Linked DNA regions of Mus musculus: region 1 is linked to region 2. Evidence: chromatin contacts called from public Micro-C data. All regions are on one chromosome and are shown on one strand. The core of a region is the stretch at or near the end of the contact, and the rest is flanking DNA. Distances in the headings are between cores, read along the strand shown.

What was found. A called contact is a pair of places that touch in the nucleus more often than the background predicts.
Region 1: a contact with region 2 is called in a Micro-C map of embryonic stem cells, with 1.8 times the contacts expected there. The contact joins the promoter of Ksr2 here to the promoter of Tesc in region 2. A contact is called at or near these places in 2 of 484 Hi-C or Micro-C datasets (both in embryonic stem cells) and 2 of 115 datasets of contacts at active chromatin or transcription factors (the 230-238 cell line and embryonic forebrain).

The regions. Positions count from the first base shown.
Region 1 is chr5:117,411,722-117,415,416 of GRCm38.p6, forward strand. Ksr2 (kinase suppressor of ras 2) reads left to right here and starts at 2,281. Exons shown (of 20, transcript NM_001312914.1): 1 at 2,281-3,287. The coding sequence starts at 3,108. Gm52829 (a long non-coding RNA gene) reads left to right here. Exons shown (of 3, transcript XR_003955989.1): 3 at 1,321-1,466.
Region 2 is chr5:118,025,883-118,029,414 of GRCm38.p6, forward strand. It overlaps Tesc (tescalcin), which reads left to right and starts at 1,861. Exons shown (of 8, transcript NM_021344.4): 1 at 1,861-2,105. The coding sequence starts at 2,048.

The sequences.
Region 1 (3,695 bases), core at 1,031-3,530, 610 kb before region 2:
AGCCTTACTGGTGGACAGGTGCTGGAGTCAGAGACTACCAATGTTCAATCGGAACTAACTGGAACCAATTGGAGTCAAACTGGACTGTGAAGACTTCATGGTGCTTAAAATTGGTTGCCTGACCTCATTCTGGATAGAGTATGTTTTGTGTGTGAGGTGCAGGGTGGGGTGGGAGGTGGGTCCCAGGGCTGGCGCATGCTAGGTAAAGTGCTCTGTCACACACAGGCCAACAGAAATGGGGAATGCACTGATTTAACACTATGTGAATTCTGGGTCTCACACTGCTCTTAGCCCATTGGAGTGCCAAAGATGGGGTATTCTCTTTCTCTCACTCATTCTCTCCCTTGCTTTGTTTTTCTTTCCTTCTCCCCCTCTGGCTTTTGAGACAGGGGTTTCTTTGTGTAGCTCTGGCTATCTTGAAACTGTAGACCAGGCTGGGCTTGAACTCAGAGATCTGACTGCCTCTGCCTCCTGTGCTGGGATCAAAGTGTCTTCTCTCCCTCCCTCTCTCTCCCATGAGGGATTTTTACTATGTTGCCAGACTGTGACCTCAAATTTCTCTGCTCAAGCAATCCTCCTGCCTCAGCCTCCCAATCGGCTAGGACTTCAGGTACATGCCATGCCAGGCTACTCATTATTGTAAACACAGCCTGTAGACAGTTTGTTAGGGATGTCAATCTGTCAGTCATCCATGGGAGGTCTCCATGAGATGGTATTTGACTTCACCCTGAATGTCAAGAAAAAAAAAAAAGTCAGAGAGAATTAGGATGATGTGCGGTCTGGGCAAAGTTCATATAGAGAATAGATTTAATCAGGAGTTGGCATAGCTCCCTGGAATGAGCCAGATGGTAAATATTTTAGCTGCCACGAGCCATGCCATCTCTGCTACAACTATTGGCTTTTCAACAGGCCAAAAGTAGCCAGGCACCATTTGCAAGTGGGTGATAGTTGATAGATTGCAGATTGCAGCCTCTGCAGCTACCCATGTGTTTCCCGATGGATGCTATTCTCTCTATAAAGTTCTCTGGGTGGTGGTGGTGGTGGTGGTGGTAAGTCATCTCAGTTCTTTTCTACCTTACTACAATATAACTATTTTATTCATTCATTCATTTAATTAATTAATTAATTAAATTTTGAGGTGGGGCTCACCGTATGTAGCTCTGGCTAGCCTGGAACTCGCTATAGAGATAAACCAGCAGGAGGCTGGACTCGAACTCCCAGAGATCCACCTGCCTCTGCCTCCATAGTGCTAGAATTAAAAGCATGCGTCATCACATGCAGCTAAGAAGAAAGGCCCCGTCTTTTATTAATTTATAATAGGTTCGTGGAAATGGCTCAGTGAGGATGGACAGCTAAGTTCAATTCCTGGAGCCTAGGGTAGAAGAAGAGAATTGACTTCACCATCTGAGCACTAACCTCGCGGGCACGCTGGGCTGCACGTGAACCACCCCCACCCCACCCCACCCCCGCCCGTCGCCCATTAATTAATAAAAAGCGTATCTGTAACAGAGGCGCTCGGTATAACTTTATTAGCTGCAAAGTGAAATTTGAATTTCTTACAGGATTCCCCTTTCTTGTCACAAAGTATCCTTCCTCGCCCTCAACTTCTTTAAAATGTACTGGGCACTCTACTCCGGTACCCTAGGTGGCTGCCAAAGGTGGGTAGCAGGAGTCCTTTGGGGGACAAGAAAGAAAGCCAAGCCTCCTATCACCCTGCAGATGGACCTTTGCTAGATCAGGCCTAACTAATTGTCTCCTCCCACTCGTCCCAACTCTGGGAAAGCCATCAAGGTTGTTTTCCCGCACCCTCCAGCCCACCAAAGCCACAAGAAGCCACCAGCCAAGCCAGGAGAGCTGCACAGAACCCTGTGAGCTGGGCGCGCACCTGCTCCCGGGTCCCCGCGCACCTGCTGAGCCGCGCTCCGGCCTCGTCTCGCGAGATCCGGGCTGGCGTAGTGGCCCCCACCCCCACCCAGGCCACCGAGTACCTCTCCCCGCCCCCGGGCCGGGCCTCCCCGCCACCTTGGGGACCAGCCCGGCCCCCCTCTTCACCCCCACGGCATCGTAGCGGCTGCGCTCCGCACGCAAGCCCCTCAGTCCCAAGGGACCCCGCCTCCCCGGCTGGAGGGTGGCCCGGCGGGCAGGTGCACGCGCCGCCTGCCGCCAGCGGGTCCCAGGCGCGCCCAGAGTGCGGGGACCCGGGGACCGGCTGCGCGCACGGCGCCTCTCGGCGCTGCATCCCTCGCTCCGCTCCGCTCCCCACCCCGCCCAGTGATTGACAGGCAAGATGTCGGTGTGGAGCGAGGCAGGAGCGATTTCAGCAGCCGTCCCCCCTGGAGCCCGGCGGCGGCAACAGCAGCAACGGCGACAGTGGCAACAGCAGCAGCAGGAGCAGCAGCAGCAGCGTTGTCGCGGGGAGCAGACCGCAGCCAGCCGCAGTGGGCGCCGCAGCCGCGCCAGCCGTGCGCACAGCATCCCGAGAGCGCGCTGAGCGCGGGGACCCGCGGACCATGCCGTGTCACCGCGACCAGGAGGGGGGCAGGCGCGCTCCTTTTTGACATAAAAGCCAGCCCGGCCAAATAGATTTATATACATATAATTCCGCCCTTCACGGAGCCGGTGTGCGAAGCGTGAGCTCTATTTCCCTCTGCCTCCTCCTTCCACTTCTCCTCCTCCCCTTCCTCCTCCTCCTCCTCCTCTTTCTCCTCCTCTTTCTCCTCCTCCTCTCTAAGTGTACAGACTGCACCCTACCACCTGGTTGGCTTCTGACAAACGGGCATCTCTCCCTTTTTAGGGACCAGAGACACAGAGAAAGAGAGAGGAGAGAGGAGACAAGGGACATTCTAATGCAGACTGCCTGATACTCTCCCCCGCCCCAAATAATAATAAATTTTGGCTCTTGTCCCCTCCTCCACCCCCCACTCCCCTCAAGCTTGTGTGAGATGTTGGGTTTCTTCAGGAGACACCGCTGAGAAGTCGCAGAGGTTGGGGAGGCGTAGGGGGGGTGGGGGTGGACTCCCTCTACCTCTACTCCTTCCCTCCCCCTTTTTTTCTTTCTGGGAGGAGGTGGAGGAGGAGGAGGGGAAGGGGGGGTTGCAGAGCAAGCGATGGATGAGGAAAACATGACGAAAAGCGAAGAGCAGCAACCTCTGAGTTTGCAAAAAGCCTTGCAGCAGTGCGAGTTGGTTCAGAACATGATCGACCTGAGCATCTCCAATCTGGAAGGGCTTAGGACCAAGTGTGCAGCTTCCAACGACCTCACGCAGAAGGAGATCAGGACCCTGGAGGTAGGTGTTGCCTGGGGTGGGGGTGGGGGGCAATCCTTCCATTCCTTCCCCTTCTCCAGTCTGTCCCCTTTCCCTTTGGGATTCTGTGTGTTGACGGAGGGCCTGGGAAGGGGGGGGGGGGCTAAAGCAGGTGGGCACGAATGATGCGCTATGATTTATCACCTGGCAAAGCCAGCGCGGCTGTCCCTCCCTTCCCTTCCCAGTGCGGCTGTTGTCTGTGCTCGGCCGGGTGGTGGTGGTAGCAGTAATAATTGCTGTTCCGTATTTATTATTATGGGTTGTAGCTGTTGCCATGATTATTCTTTTCTTGTGGGAAGAGGGAGTTATTATTGTTGTTATTATTTATTATTATTATATTATTATTCTCATTCTCTCTCTCAGATTTGTTTACGGGGGCTTGAGTGCTGG
Region 2 (3,532 bases), core at 611-3,110:
AAATCACACTGGCACAGAGACAAACAGGTTTGTCTGTCCCTGGCTTTTAGCTCCTCTGGGGGAACTGTGTCTCCAGGGACAGGCAGTTAGTTACCTGGTGACTGAGACAGCCCGGTGTTGGGGCCAAGGAGGGAGCCCCGTGGTGCCTTCCTCTTGTTAAGCTCCCCACTTCCCCCCATACCTCAGTTTGGCTTTGATGACGCCAACAGAGCCATTGGTAAGACTGAATGAAAGCGGTGGCGTCCTGGACCAGCCGCATTAGGCTTTGTGTGGACAGAGCCCTGCTGGGTGCTCACATCACTCACTGCCAGAGGGGGAGGGTGGGTGCCTCCACCGCAGCACCCACGCAGCTTCGCGGAGCCCGCTGTTCTGTGGGGCCACGGGTGGGGACAATTACGGACTCTGAAGCTCAGTGTGGACATTGAGATCTCTGCGCTCCTGAGAGCTCACCCTGGCTGTTACTCCCACTCCATCTGCAGCGAAGGTGGTGTCTTATCCCTGTTTGCAGCTCAAAGATCTAGTCGGGACCTTGCACATAGTAGACCATTAAGAAACACGCATTAAATGAGTGAACAAATACACAAGTCAAATTGTCGCCCCCTTTCCTGAGGACTCCTCGCAGCCCCCCGGGGGGAGGGGCGGGCTCTCCTTGGCAACCACACCCCAGCCTGGTGAAAATAGACACTTGATAAGGCCTCTCCGAGGAGGCCTACACAGAGATCCCAGAGGAAGAGGGGGGCTCGGTAGAAGGATCGAGCACCAAGGGAAGGCACTGTCAGCTTGGAGTGCGGGTGTGTCTGGGGTTGCTGGCGATGGGGGAGGGGGTCTTCCCCGGCCTGGAGAATGCAGATCCTCTGTAGACAGAAAACTTAGTTGCAGGAAGACATAGATCATGGCATATTTTAGAAACCCCAACATCCCGGGACCTGGGGAGCCCTTTCCTGCCCTCCACCCCACAGAGATCTGTCTGGGTTTTTAGAATTCTTGGAGACCTGAGGCGGTCCAGCCTACTCAGCAGCGATGCCCCACAGCTAAGCTTCCCTTGCTTCTCGGGTGGGAGCAGTTTCCGTGAACTCTGGGCAGCTGCAGGGAGGACGGGGGATCTTCAGGGAGGATCTCCAGGGGCAGACTCAGCTCCCCGGAGGCTCAGAGTGGGTGATAATCGGGGTTTCAGTGGTGGGGCCGGTTCTTCTGGCTCTGCCGAGACCCCTGGGTTGGCTAGAGTGGGCTCCTGAGAACGCCAGTTCCAAGGATGCGCACCCACGGCCGTGACTGGCGAGGTGAAAGATCGTGGGGATCCCAGCACTTCCAGCCAGAACAGACTCTTGGCAGCTAAACCGGACGTCACTAAGCAGAGCAGGGCATGGCGGGCTCCCAGGGCAGCCTTGAGGTTGAATGTTTCCCTCCCGGAGCACCAGCCCCTTCCTCATCAATTGAACAGGATTCCATGGTAACCCGGCGCCTTTCTCCCTCTGCGCCCTACGGTGAGCATCTCACCGCAACCCTATTTGGAGATGGAGAGATGGTGGTTAGACCAGCAGCAGGACTGGCCAGTCAGGACCTCCTATCTCATCAGGATCCCCGGGACTCATCGGTCTCACCTTCTCTACTCAGTCCACGCCTGTCACCTGCGATGCGCGCTCCTCTGGGCGCCCACCTAGGTGCAGGGCGCGGGGGAGGGGATCTTTCACACTGGGCACACTCGCGTGCCCTCCTCTGTCCCAGCGCCGAGGCTCCGCCGCTGGACCCCGCAGAGTGGGCGGAGGGATGCGGGTCGCGCTGCCCGCAAGCTCATCCCGCGGGGCTGCGGCAGGGGCAGAACCACGTCGTGTCCTCCCCCCACCCCCATTCCCGCCCCCGCGGCCGCGAGGGAAGCGGGCGAGCGCTAGGACCGCGCCGCTCCGCCTCCCGCCGCTATAAGAGGCCGCTCGAGCCCCACGCGGAACCGGCTCCGCGCCGCTGTCCCCGCGTCCCCACCCGGCTCCAACGCAGCGCAGCCCAGGCAGTCCCCGGCCTGCGTGGGGCGCCCGGGGCCCCGCGGCGCACCATGGGCGCTGCCCACTCGGCGTCCGAGGAGGTGCGGGAGCTCGAGGGCAAGACCGGCTGTGAGTACCACACCGTGGCCGGGAACCCTCGTTGGCGGGGACCATCGCCTGCATGCCCCCGCTTCGCGCCACCGTGCTGTGTGACCTTGGGCTAGTGGCTTGCCCTCTCTGTGCCCCGTTCTCGGGCTGCTTCTGATGGGTTCCCGCCAGCCGCCGTGCGGGCGACGCCGCTGGGAGGGGTTGGCAGCGACTCGGGCCTGGGGTAAGGGTGGCCCGAGAGGCGACTTGACCCAAGCCTCACCCGACCAGGGCGGAGCCCGGCAGGTAGCCGTGGCTTTGAGGGCCGGCGCCCCGGCAGCTCGGGAGAGCGCCGAGCGCGCGCTGCACCTGCAAGTCTGCGGCTGGGGAGCGGGGAGGAAAGTTTGGAAGTGGCGGGACCGGGAGGAGCCGCGCGGTCCGCGGTGACCTTAGGCGGGGGTCACCCTGCCGCCTCCCCGTGCGTCCCCACCCCCCGGCTGCAGGCTCGGGCACCGAGCCCAGCGTCCTCCAGGCTGGCCCGCACTCCCGGGACCGCAGAGGCCGGGCGGGGCGCGCCTGGGGGAAGCGCCCGTCCGCCCCGCGCTTGACCCTGGGCTCAGAAGCGACCAGGGGACCCGGACTTGCACGAGGGTGGGCAGGCGCGTGGACTCAACCTGTTTCGGTGGTGGGACAGAGCGGGTTGTGAGTTCTGCCAGGACTGTGTGACCTTGGACCAGTCAGTTCCCGTCTCAGTTTGCCTCCTCTGAGGAATGGGAGACTGGCGCACCCCCAGGGTTCCTGCGGCAGGAGGTTGCGGCTGAGTTGAGAGCACCCAGTCAGCCCCCCTCACCCCCCCAGAGGGGGACTGGGCTGGCACTCGCCTCCCCAGAGCCCGGTGAAGTCATAGAAAGTCCCCAGCTGCTGAGCGTCTACACCGCGCACACAGTATGCGAAGTGTGCAGCGGATCCGCGAGAGTCGTTTACACGACCCACTAAGGGCGCGCGCCATCGAGCCAGTCCCGGTGAGGGTCGACTGTGAGTGCGCTGCCTGGAGTGTGCGCACGGCGTGCAAGGGGAACCGCGTGCGAGCGGGAGTGTGGGCGCACTGTGTGCAAACCGGGAGTGTGTGCACGCACTGTGTGAAAGTCGAGAGTGTATGCACACTGTGTGTGAGACAAGCAGGTGTGTGTGCACAGTGTGTGAAAGTCTAGAGTGTGCGGGCACTTTGTGAAAACCAGGAGTGTATACACACTGTGTGCGAGGCAAGCAGGTATGTTTGCACACCGTATTGAAGGCAAACTGAAGTGTGTGCACTTCAATCAAACTGAAGCGTGGTTGTGTGTGCACACTGTGGGCACTGCAGTTTGAAGCACGGTTTCACTTTGGGGCTCGGGCTGCTCTGATCGGGGACACTCCCTGCCTCAGTCTCCCCAGTTCTGGGACTGCAGGGCAGCACCCTCCCCCACTTT